Regions from separate parts of the Sus scrofa genome. Here region 2 is linked to region 1. Evidence: chromatin contacts called from public HiChIP or PLAC-seq data. All regions are on one chromosome and are shown on one strand. The core of a region is the stretch at or near the end of the contact, and the rest is flanking DNA. Distances in the headings are between cores, read along the strand shown. Region 1 has its middle 260 kb from the start of TCF21. Region 2 has its middle 140 kb from the start of RPS12.

The links. HiChIP or PLAC-seq counts read pairs in DNA pulled down with a chosen protein or histone mark.
Region 2: an H3K27ac HiChIP or PLAC-seq map of skeletal muscle shows a contact between it and region 1. The contact joins two enhancer-like sites. A contact is called at or near these places in 4 of 47 Hi-C or Micro-C datasets (embryonic fibroblasts, psoas muscle and skeletal muscle) and 1 of 2 datasets of contacts at active chromatin or transcription factors (skeletal muscle).

What each region holds. Positions count from the first base shown.
Region 1 is chr1:30,239,802-30,246,406 of Sscrofa11.1, reverse strand. No RefSeq gene overlaps it. Among named protein-coding and RNA genes, the nearest start is that of TCF21, 260 kb to the right of the region's middle. Within about 2 kb of position 3,711, at least 4 of the 83 cell types and tissues checked have an H3K27ac peak or open chromatin away from gene starts, as enhancers often do. A contact at or near this core is called in skeletal muscle, where this site is marked.
Region 2 is chr1:30,782,969-30,789,235 of Sscrofa11.1, reverse strand. No RefSeq gene overlaps it. Among named protein-coding and RNA genes, the nearest start is that of RPS12, 140 kb to the left of the region's middle. Within about 2 kb of position 2,170, at least 1 of the 83 cell types and tissues checked has an H3K27ac peak or open chromatin away from gene starts, as enhancers often do. A contact at or near this core is called in skeletal muscle, where this site is marked.

The DNA of each region.
Region 1 (6,605 bases), core at 2,462-4,961:
TCCGGAGGAATGTTTCTTGGACTTTCCTGTCTTCGCTGTCATTTTAAAGGAATGACTTCTTAGATGGCAACAGAACCACATGATTGCATTATGTTTGCCTTGGCAGTTGTTAGCAATGCTTTGGCAGAAAGATTTCCCACCTCCTGGTTAGGGAGATAGGAGTTTAAAGAAATATTTATTGAGTTCTTACTATATGGCAGGTCCTAGGTTAGATGATAAGGATACAAAGACGATTAAAACAAACATTTACCCTTAAAAAGTTGCCCTTTCGTAATGAATGAACCAGATATACAGGCAAATAAGAAAAAAAGATGAGCAAGTGTGTGTGACTGAGAAAGGTGCTATGGAAGCAGAGAAAAGGATTGAGTGAGGAGGGCTTCCTGGGGCAGGGATATTTAAGCATATATGTGAGTGGACAGTCTCTGTATCCACATAGAGGCTGCCTGGAAAACACACACATTGAGGGGTCCTAGAAAATCGATGAAACCTCTGTCACTAAGAAATCTTAGCTCTTTCAGGAGTTCCTTGGCGGTTCAGCAGGTTAAGGATCCCAGGTTGTCACTGCTGTGGCCAGGGTTTGATCCCTGGCCCTGGAATTTCCACATACCACGGGTACAGCCAAAAGAGAGAGAGAGAGAGAGAGAGAGAGAGAGAGAGAGAGAGAGAGAGAGAGAGAGAGAGAAAGCTCTTTGCAGTTAATATTTTTAATGTATTTAACTTATTTACAAAATTTCTGCTGCTGAGTGGACAGATGCTTTATTTGCTGATTGCTTTGCTTTGCCAATTCCGTACTACATTGTACCACCCGACTGTCCTTTTTTGGTCTCTTCAAATGAACAATTATGTAATAGAAGAATACGTGTGTTTACAGAAGCAAATGTCACTAACCATTTTGAAGCCACACTTCTAAGAAGTTCCAGATTCTTAGCCTGGATGAGAGGTGGGGTCCTGACAACAGGCCAGTAAGAATGGTATATTGAATAACACGCAGGGCGTCATGTAAACACACAGATCACGTTCTGGAGCAGTGGCGACCCTTTGAGCTGAGGCTGCTGTTGACAGTGCCTCTGTGTCCACTTGACTTGTACCTGCCCAGCTCCCAGGATCTGTGCAGGGCACTGTCACCCCTCCTGCTGAGCTTGGGTCATTACATCCTCGCCCTACATTTTACAGCTTCGACCCCGTGACAGGGGAGCTGACCCCAGCTTGGTGCCAGGCACCCAGCAAAACGGGGATTAATAAAGCCTGCCCCAGTGAAGCCAAGGGCTCTACAGCTGCTTCTTGCAATTAGACTTGTCATCATTCTCTTAAGAAGCCCCTGTTGATTTTTAAATCCTAATTGGCAGGAGACACCTGTTCCCCAACAGGAAGGACGGGAAGGGGCATTCGCTTGCAGCAGGCACGGGGGGAACTGAGAGGCTGGATGAATGTGTGTAAATACTTTTGTCTCAAATCTGTTTGCTTCCATTTAGAGTTTCTTTTTTCTTTCTTTCTTTTTTCCCAAGAACAGCATGTCTCGAGTCAGGCTAGTCTTTGGGAATAAGTAAGAATTTGGCTCTGAATCATTTTTTGAGCAAGAACTTACCACTGGTCCCTCCCTAAGGCATCTTCCTTACCATCCAGCAGCCCCTTCTTGGCATGAGCACAGTTTCCTGGCTACTTTTTTTTTTTTTCCGCCAGGATCCTGGCTGTCATTCATTCCGGTATTTAGGTATTTAACGGCCTACAAGCTGCATAAACCCTGCAACCTATTTGTGCCTATAAAGAGTATTAAGTATATTTTTAGTGCCTGTCTTCACCAAGCTAGCATTCTAAATAGAGGGAGGCAGTAGAACAGCATGTGATAACACATGTGAGATGTTCTTTTGCAACTAACATATTTGCCAGTGATTATGGGCAGAAAGAAGAAATGGTGAAAGTTCTCGGGACAGTTGTTGGAAGAGGTTTGGACATTTTGATTTTCTTTCAAACTTCATTGCCTTAGAGTTTCTGCTTAGAGCTGATGCTTGCAGTTTTCTAAACGGTAGCAAGTAATGTCTGATAAAAATCATTGTAACCCTTTGTCTTAATTAACACCCCTGGGTGTTTTCAAATGAAGCATTACTGTTATTTGTTAGGCTCTGATCATTAGGGCAAGTCTGCGGGAGAATAAGAATAAAATAACTGCATAGAGATGTGGAGGAGGCTACAAATCTGTGGGAAGGAGAAGCATTGTAATCGTAATTCTCATTTTCACGCAGCAGGCATTTATTGAACACTTAGTACATTCCAAGATCTTTTCTAGCCCTCAGCCGCCTTCTGGATCACCCCAGGTTTCAGCTCAGTTCATAAGCACTGTCCTTTGAACAGAACTTTGCCAATAGCCAGTTAAGCCCTCTCATCAACCTTGCCATGTCCTTGTGGGCTTCAGTGAAATTAGGCAATCCGGGAGGATTTATTGTGTATCCAAGTGAATGCCAGTGGGGTATTCCTTTAAGTGTAACTTAATAAATTCAAAGAAACTGGAGGGGGGTTTGTTCTACTTATTGCATGCCTTGTTTTGTGTTTAGTTTCACAAGACTGTATGTCTTGTTTATGCAGTCATATTGCTATTGCCACTGATGAAAATATAAAGGAAATAAAAGACTCGGATGATCGCCCCTGAAAGATTTGTCATGCTGGTGGTAGATAGATACGTAGTAAGGACAACCAGCAACATTTGGGCAATCCTGCATAAAGGTTTAACGGAAGGCATTGTTGGAACCCACTGCACCCCACAGCTCTCCAAGGCATTCCATTATAAGCAGGCATCTGAAAGTCTCTTAAGATCCTGGATAAACAGTTCTCAAAATTTAGTGCCCCCAAAGTTTACCCAAGAATCTCATGAAAATCCAGAGTCCTGAAGCCCCCAACTCAGTGATTCTGATTCAGTCGATGGATGGTGAGGGCTAGGAAGTAACTCCTGGCAAGAACTCCCGAGGATTTTGAGGGAGGAGATATGCACCCTACACTTTAAGAAATGATGAGACTGTCCCCCATCCTTCCCATCAGGGAAGCAGTGAATCAAAGGATAAAATTAGGGAAGAATTATTTCGCCACTTTGAGTGTCCACTTAAGCCCAAGTGGATTTCCTTCATGAATGCTGCAATGTTACCAAGGCTCATGACTGGTTCCCTGTGAAACCATACCTGTAACTCCATTCAAAAGGGGGTGAGGGCATCCCTGCCTTAAAGACATTTTTATGAGCTACTCTCAGTCTTCATACTGCCTCCGACTTCCTTTCCTTCAAAGATGGGGTCCAGCTCTGTCAGTGGTTCAGAGCTCTGTTATTACCATATAAGGAGAGAGACGCTTAGGCTAAAAGCCCCTCTGAGATGTTTGGAGCAAAGTGTGAGGCTTTGCAGCCTCTGTGTGTTTATGACGTAAGCAACGATGAGTAGCTCAGGGAGGAGGATGGGTGATTCATTCAGGAAGAAATAGCTTGCACCTGTGAGGACACTGAAGTCGCCACTTGGCATTATTGGGGTGCTGCATCAGCTGGAAGCAGCCTCTGTCCCCAGACGAACTGCCAGCTCGTAGATCTTGAGCAGAACTGGGCCTCTCTCACCGTGGCGTTTTGCTTTTCAGAGAAAGCAAGCTTGTGACTTGCAGGAGAGCTGAGGGGAGGTATGCGCTGAGCAGCGCTCTGTCTTGGCAGGAAGGTGGCTGCTGCAGACATGGATGCAACCAGCACATGTGTTCCTACAGGACGCCTCATGGCTGGGCTAGTTTATCTTCAATAATCCCAACCTATGTCCCAGAATCACATGATTTGGCCGGGGCTCGGACCCCCTGTGTTCTTGGCTTGGGGAATAATGAAACGTGATCTCGAGACAAGATAGGATTAGGATCTGAAGACGCATGGATGGATGGATTTCTCTCTCCCGGCAGCATGTTAATGGAACATGGCATCAGGAAAATATATTTAACCTGCCCGCCGTTCGAGGAGTTCAAACATTGCCTTTGTACATGGAATCCTGCCTCTATAGTTTATGACGGCTGACAGGAACAAATTGATGTTAGAGATAAAAGAACATGGAAAACAGCTCCAGCAAGAGGCAGCGGTAGCCCTGACCGTGTCTGCTGTCACTGGCAGTAGTCATTCATCTTTGAGAAGGCACTGCATGCTATTATACCTGTCATTCAGGAGCCCATTTATCAAGAAAAGCCCTTCAGGGTACACTAATGTTAAAAGAAAAAACTCTTTGTGCTTAAAGAGTGTAGTGAATGGGACGAGGCCATGGTGAGAGCTCAGGACTGTCTCCTTTGCGCAAGCCCAGCGCAGTGAGCCAGAGTCTCTGTGATCCAGGTCGGGTCACTGGGAGGGCGGGCTTCTAGAAGGCTCTAGGCAGATCAGGACGGAATCCCTGCCGGCCCTGATGATCAGAAAGTGGCTGGTGTTGGATCCAATCATGGGAAAAGGAATGATTCACTTTGGAAAGCTTGATCTCTTGCTGTGAAACCATATGTCCTGTAATCTCTGAAAGCAGTGATAGTTCTTTCCCAACTCCATCGTACTTGCTGTGATTAAAACTCTGACTGGCACTGCAGTCACCCCTTTTCAAAATATAAATTATCCTCAAGCTCAGGGTCCACACGGGGGACACACATAGGTTCTTATAGGACTGTCTGTTAGTACTATCTACGCCTCCTGAACACTGGCCAAGAATGAAAATTCCTCAATCGTTTTATTCAACAAAATTTAATTAAAACAAAAATTCTTGTGGTGACTGAAGTAGTGACACTTACATCACAGATTTTATTTTGAATATTCTAAATTAAAATGCATTGAACAAGCCAATAAACATCTTTTTGCAAAGGTATGTATATGTGTGTGTATAGATACATATATGTATATGTATATATGTAAATTGCACAGGTCAAAGTCATGACTGCATAGAATAGAAAAAAAAAAAGGAAAAAGTGGCTGGGTGTTGGGGCAGAAGGAATGAAGATTCTGTTGCCTCTGTGCATATAAGTTCCAGTCCTTGCACTTTATTATCTTGATGTCTTGGCGTAGCACTAAAGGTATATTTTATCTTTAGATTTTGTTTCTATATTTTCAGAGAAATAAATTTTTCCTTCTTTTTTGAGATAGGAAAATAACAAGGAAATTTGTGTTTTATTAAATGGCCGGGAACCAGTGATACATTTTCAGGTCTGGCAACTGCATTTGTTCTATGGTGAGTACACGTACCTAGAAAGAAGGCAGAAATAGTCAAACACTGCCATCTGCTGTTACTCTTTCCATATTTACCATTAAAATTTGGGTTATATTCATCCTCTGTCACATAGAGGTAAGTAACGCAGAGCAGTGGATCGCAAATTCCAGGGGCATCAGAATTTCCTGGAGGGTCGCTGAAACGCAGATTGCTGGACCCCCTTAGGAGTTTTGATTCAGTGGGTCTGGATGAGGCTGGAGAAAGTGCATGTCTAACTAGGTCCCCAGATGCTGCTGCTGCTGGTCCAGCCACTGATCTATTTTAAAATGCCAAGGGTATCCTAAGTTGCTTGTCCAAAGGCTTCCTGGCAAAAGAACTCAACTTCTCTAGCTCTGTGAAGACTTAGATTTTATTGCTTATTCTAACCTATCTTCTACCTCACATAAAAAGAAGTTGGGTACGAAAGCCAAATCCGAAAGGAGTGTGATCGAGATGCAATCAATCAGGCATGCACATTGCGGTGCTTGAGGCTGAATGATTATAACAGAGGAACGTGGGATGAATGGAAGTACAGGAGATTGTTTATATAAAGAAATAACTTGGCCTGCAATGTGAAGACCCTGCCCATATGTAAGAAAACTGCTTTCGAACTAAATGGATAGTGTTGGTCTTTGAAGGTCTGGGCAGAGTCCCAGTTTTTCTGCCTTTCTTTTATATGCCACATGTTAATTTGTCTTCAAGATTCACTTACTCTGAAACGCAGATGGCCAGAAGTGTGAAATTTTGGTGGTATACTGTGCTATCATTTTTGTCATCACTAATGTATTTAGTAAAACCGGAGACTTCACTGATTAAATAACTCACTGAGCAAAGCTGTGCTTTTGAACTTTGGAAACTGATGAGAAGGAATACGCTTTAACTTTTTTTTTTTTTTTTTAATTGTAGTTAAAAAAAAAAAAAACCCACATGGCATTAAGTTTACCATCCTAGTCATTTTAGGTATAATGTTCAGTGGAGTTGAATATATTCACATTGATGGGCAACCGATCTCTTGACATTTTTCATCTTGTAAAACCGAAACTCTACAACCCATTAAACACTAACTACCCACCATCCTTTCAGCCTTTGGCAGTCACCTTTAAATTTGTTTCTATGATTTTGATTACTTTACATACTTCCTATGAGTGGGATAATATAGTATTTATCCTTCTGTGACTGGTTTATTTCATTCAGTATAATGTCCTTAAGGTTCACCCATATACACTCACCCATACTTGTTGTAGCATTTAACAAGATTTCTTTCTTTTTAAAGGCTGCATAATATTCTGTTGCATGTATGTGCCACACTTTATTTATTCATCTGATGATGGACAGATTGATTGCTTCCATCTCTTGGCTGTTAGGAATAATGCCACAAAGAACATG
Region 2 (6,267 bases), core at 921-3,420, 540 kb before region 1:
ACAAAACAAGAATGTTAAAAATACATTGTGTCTCCATGCCATTGCCACAAAAACTGAACAGCCAAATTGCCAACAAAGGCCTTCTTTTCAGGGAAGATAATTTGCATGTGGGGCTTCATTCAAGTACTTTGAAAATGTGTCCAAGGAAACATAGCAATTGAGACGATTATCAGAAACTGGTTGTATTTCATTCTAAATCACTAATTTCCAAGACACTTTTGGTAAGCTAGAGGAGGATCAAGGGAGAATATTTGGAACCTATCCTTTCCTTGAACATACAAGAAAGTTTGGATTATTCTCTAGTTTGATTCATGGCATCTTGATCTACTGCCCTGTTGTGTTCCTCCATGTTTGCAGGTGAAATTTACATTATTAGGTTTAGAACTGGGAAGAACTTTGGTGGGTGTCTATTTGGAAGACAGTTTTAGTATTTAGTAGACATTGTAGCTGATAGTTTGGAGAATAAGGTTGGAAGTCTATGGAGCCAGTGGGCTTGAACATAATTTTCTTTAAGGATTTTCCGGAAGGGAGTAAGAAGCAAGAATCGAGGCCAGATCAGTGTCATACAGGTACAGACAAATCCCATATCTTGGTATTGATGATATAGTTGAAATAGTGAGGGAAGAACGCAGGGCTTGAAGTCCAGCGTCACCTGCAAGGTCTTGACTCAAATTGCATGACCTTGGGGTGTTCCCTTGATCTCCCTGGGCCTCATTGTCCTCTTCTGTATGAGGAATGAGTCAATCCACAGGAAGCCCAAGATGTCTCAGTTCTAAGGTTCTAAAGTCTCATTTCCTACAAACTCAGGAAGACAAGCTTATTTACAAAAAATTTTAAAATTGCCTATTGTGCTTCTGAGTGAAAAATCGTAGGGAGTCAAGCTTATTCTAATAAAAATGTTCATACCTTTTATTTCAGGAAAGACTACCAATTTTAGTCAAAAGATGTATAATAGCTTCTAGATTGTTAATTATCTTCTCACTTTGGGAGAGCTTCATTTACTTTCCCCAATGAGTGTTCTTTTAGTCTTTAAGCCCGAATGTGAAGAATCAATCACTCGATTACAAACACTTTTGACTGTTTTCCTTCACACAAACACGTGTACTCCCACACATCCATCCATCCATCCATCCATCCATCTATCTATCTATGTAATTATATTTATGTATATATGTTTGATTCACTATTTGAAATATTTTTACTGCTGAGAGCTTACAACTCCTTCATGGTTTAAGGAATAATGTTTTTCAGGCACAAGCATGCACAACAATGCTATTAGCTTGTGAAGAGTGAAACAAAAAGACATCAGTACAGTCTGGAATTTCTAGGCAAATTACTCCAGGAAGTCAGCATTCCCTAGAGTAGACTTCAGTCTGTCTATGTTAACACTTCGCCAGAGATTCATCGTTCAAGTTTGCCAGACTCAGTTTAAGACTAGAGACCTCAACATATCATGAAACCATTAATAACAATGAATTATCTTTCTGATTGTGTTTGCTTGCTTCTACCCTGTACTCCTGGTATGAACTTTCTACTCCTGGAGAGGAGGTGTCTAGACTCCTCGTCTATAAAATGAGAGCAAAATGGGATTCTGCCTACAAAAGAAAGAGGCTGTAAGAAACACATTTCCAAAGGATTCTTAATTCTCAGGGGAACGCAATACATACATGTAACTTGTATTTTAAAAAATTGAGTCTTCATTGATGACCCCCCAAAACTGGTGTGATTTATACTAAAATACATTAAGGGCAATAAAGCAGAAAAATCGTGAATACAAGAGTAAGAAGAACCAACCGACTGTAAGGGGAAAAAGAGCAGGAGTCTTTTGTTTGTTTTTAATGTTGTTCTGTCTCTTTTGTTTGTTTGTTTTTGAGGAACTGAAGATTAAGCACCAAATCATTACCCTCGGGACGTTTTATACCTGACAAAATTTGTTTCACTGAGGAGTAGGTCAGTTCGGTGGCCTTACTATGGGATGTGAGAGTCTCTGACTTGGAGGCAGCTGAGCCTGGCAAGTAGTAACTATCAGCAGTTACCATCTGACAGTTATTCTGTGGCTTAAGAAAAAATGGCTTGTGGTCACAGTCCAATCCCTGCTGGACAGGTATCCACATCATAAGAAACCACCACGAAATCTGGCACCGAGACGAACTATTATTGGCAGCAAAGAGAGAAGGGCCTGAATCAGCATTCAGACTTGAGATCCCTGACCATCTAACCTGGTCACTTGGGGTCAGGGCTGAGGGAGGCAGGCTTGCAGGGTAAAATGGGAGCAGAGAAGGGCCCATGGCCTGAGAGCCTCTGACAGTCTATGGACAAAGCAACCGTTCTGACTTCTAGGCTTTCTCATCTGGCACAGGTTCATGCACTTACTTTCACAAAGAAAAGGAAATTCCCTCTCCCTTTATAATGAATATGATTTTTATCAGCCAGTTGAAAAATATAAGCAGATCCTACAGGCACCATTACTCTCTCATGGTCTATCTAAGCACTCTGGGTTGTTTTAAGCACAGTCACTGCGCTGAGATATCTCGCATTTTTACAGAATGGCAGAGTGATGATGAAGAAAAGCATGGAAACCCAGGCCCCGAGCTCCCTCCGCAGTGAAAGTGTGCCTTGCAGTGAGATGGCAGGTTCATGGGTAATTCCTGCTGCCCATCTCAAGGGCAACAGAGGACCGGTGGTTCTTCTATCCAGAGAGCAGAGCTCTCAAGGCCTTATTTTTCTTAAATTTGATGTCCTCATAGGCCCCAGTATCTACTGCAGAGAAGCATAAATGGCTTATTCTTCCAGTAGGAGCTCCATTTGCTTCCTTCGTGTCTCCATAGCTGGTTATTTTTAATCAACACACAGTTAAATTCATCCAGAATGGAGAGAGCATACTGATGGATCAAAGGTGTTCCCAGGGCATTGCCACCAATATGTCAACAGGAGAATTTACCTGGCCCAGGGGGCCCAACAGTCATTAAACAGGGTAGCAGTCTGGGGCGCCACTGAGCTCCACGGAATTATAGTTAACGTTGACCCTGGTAGGGTGGGTGAGGGTGGGTGCACCTCCTGCTGGTCAATAAATGAGGTAAATTTAATGGCAGCCTTTGAGGTGAACCAATGTTTTATTCCTTGGCCAAGAGTGAAAAACGCGGCTGGCTGGAGGGAGCGGAGGGTGATATTTAGGAGTGTGGAGAGGCAGGCAAAATGCTCGTAAAGAGCTTGGAAAATGCTTATAAACGTGGTTGAGAAGAGAGGAGGCATTGGAAACAAAAGCAGATTTTCCAAACCAAATCTCTGAGATGCAATTATATTTCTTTCTTTCTTTCTTTCTTTTTTTCTTTCTTTTTTCTTTTTTTTCTTTCTGGAGACACGTTCTGGTTGAACTGTGTGGTACAACTGCTAACAGCCTTTTGCCAGAAGGAGTCAAGTAAGCATGGCAAAGAAATGTTTTTCTCCTTTAGGGAATATTGACTTTTCTCTTTCCTGTGACTATTTTTTTTTTTTTTAACCCTACCTGGAAGCAGTCATAGTTGTTATAATCACATTGAACTGGATGCATGAAAATGAATCGGCCTTGAAAGGGCTTAGCATTAGTAGCCCATGGTAAAGTCACTGTAGTCAACATAGAATAATTAAAGTTTTCTGAGTTTTGTCTTTTTTCCTTCACATTGTATTTGGTTAATTTCTTTGGATAGTCACAACGTTTGGCATTTAAATGAAAGATGTATCTGCTTTTACACTAAATCAAAGACATCTTTTTACTATGTTCAACAGAGCCTCAAAGTGAAAGGAACAGAATATAATTATAAACAAGAAAAAGTGGGACTGACACGATTAAGGCAAATATAATCTAACTGTAAATTGTCATGATTGAGAGTAGAATCTAATTCCCAGTGGTTCATGATACTTAAAATATAGTTATCTGTCTTTCCATAACAACAAACAACAAAAATGATTTTCTTTACTTTTTCATCTTAACTGACTTTCGACTCACAGAGTTTTCCTGTAAATGATTTTTAAATTGAAGGAAAGGTATGGGAAAAGGCTCAATAAACTCCTAGTGCTTTCCCATTTAGGAAACACCAGAGCATACGTTCTCTGATATTTCTGGTAATTTAAATTAGTCATGTGCAAAGGAAACACTTGGCCTCTCTTAAACACTTAAATACTTCTTATTTTACTGGTCTGTTTCCTCACAATAATGAAAGTAGAAGTCCTTATTGTTTCTAAATCCTTCAATTTGGAACAGGCTAGGAGTTGATAATATTTATGCCAATAGAGCGTCTGATTAATGCTACTTAAATAAAATCTGCATAGTCCCTTAAGTCTCAAGAAAGCAGTGTGTTAAAGCTATAAAGTGACAGTAATGAGTTTTTGGATTGCTTTTCCCCCTGGTGAGCAGCAAACTGTGTTCTACTGGGGAAGGTTCCCAGAGTTGGCATTTTTATCTTCTAGGGCCACGTGGGGGAAGGTGCATGTAAAAGCCCCAGCCATCACCAGGGGGCGCCAAAGGACAGCACCTGTTTGCATAATAGGCTAAGGGGCACTGCAAAGAGTAGAAGAGAATTACCCTGAAGAGAAAAAAACCTCATACCTAGATCCACCTTGGGCCATGGAGGAGAAGCTTCTCATGATTTGTGCAAAGAGTCCACAGTCATTAAAGATAGAGGGATCATTTCACTCATCTGGAAAACCTCATTTTATAAACGGAGTCTACTGAGATCTAGAGAGGTGAAGGAACTTGTTCAAACACGCACTGGTGGACTTGGCAGAACTGGGACAGTACTGGGATCAGAACTGAAGTCTCCAGATTCTTCCTTCAGAACTTCTTCGGCTCCCCTGTGCTATCTCCCCACAATGAAAATGCTGCAAGAGAAGTTCACACACTGCATTTGACCTGTTTCCACTGTTCTTGGCAACACTTTGGTGGATGGAAAGTCATCTCCTTCCCTGGCCCTTCAGATTTTAAAGAAAAGACATTGGGAATTTCCCTCCCTACTCCTTCCTTAGAGATTCTTACAGAAGGGATCCGTGTTCTATTTTGGGAAACCGCATTCCTATTGGAGTGTGTTTTAGTCCTTTCCTCACTTTTTATCTCTACTTTTCCATTGAGGGCCAGCTGTAAGATTTTTCTTATTTCTGTAGTCAAGACTTTGTTGGCCTCTTGTCAAAACTAACAAAATCTCTCATGCCAAAAAATACATTAGGAACTAATATTTTCAAATATATTAAAATGTCTGTGTTATAATGCATGCTAAAAACCCATTTTCAACTGATACAGATCCAAACTCTCCAGATAAAACCTATGTTCTTGCCTTGTGATAGAGCCTCTGGTTTCTCCGTAAAGAACCGATTTCAGGCCCATATTACGGATCTGGGTGAAAAGCCCACCGCATCACATACATTAGAATTAGAATCATAAACTGAAACCTTTTAGAGCGTCTATTGATTTTAACGTGCCTGGTCCATAGGCGACTTCAGTGAGTCCACTTCTTCCTAATTTGACAGCTGCTCTGGAACGGCCAGAGCTTGGACTAATGAGGTTACAGCTGTCAGGGTTAATCAACAGATCCAAAAGTGAAGTAGGAATTGGGTAGCTGGTTTCAGTTAATTTGTGCAAATGTACAGATTGGGTGGGCCATATTTACACTGGTGACTCAAAACAAACTTTCAGGAATTGAGCCAAGTATGATCTCACCAGTTTTCTGCTCCCCTCTGGGGAGATAAGACACACATTACAGAAACAGGAGACGGAATACAAAAGAGTTCAGAGCCCCGAACTGCCCTTGCAAAGCCCATTTCTCTCCAGCGTATTTTCCTCTTAATCGAGAATCTAATTTAATTTCCAATACACGAGTCGGGCCATTCCTGAACAAGTTCTCAACCTGTCCGATGATTCAGCGTGGGCTTTGCGCGTCTTTCCCCCTTGCCATGGGGCTTTATGTAAGAGCTGCCCCTCCCCCGATCTGGGCGCTTATGAGAGCATCCAGCATGAGTCCGTGATCGCTGCACATCCATTTTGTTATGAAAACATCATTCTATTAATATAAATACAGGCTGCATTTGCCAGGGCTAACTAGAACAGGTGCAAAGTCTTCAGATGCTTGCTGGTACTGAGAAATGAAAAGGGTGGACAAACAGTTTTCTGTGGTAGCTCTGCTGGTGTCAATGTAACATTCATCTCTGTTGCATTCCTTGATGTTCATGGAAGGTAGCCCAGGAAACTCAACCCCACTAGCTTGCAGGGTGGAGAGGGAGGAAGGAGGAAGAGAATGA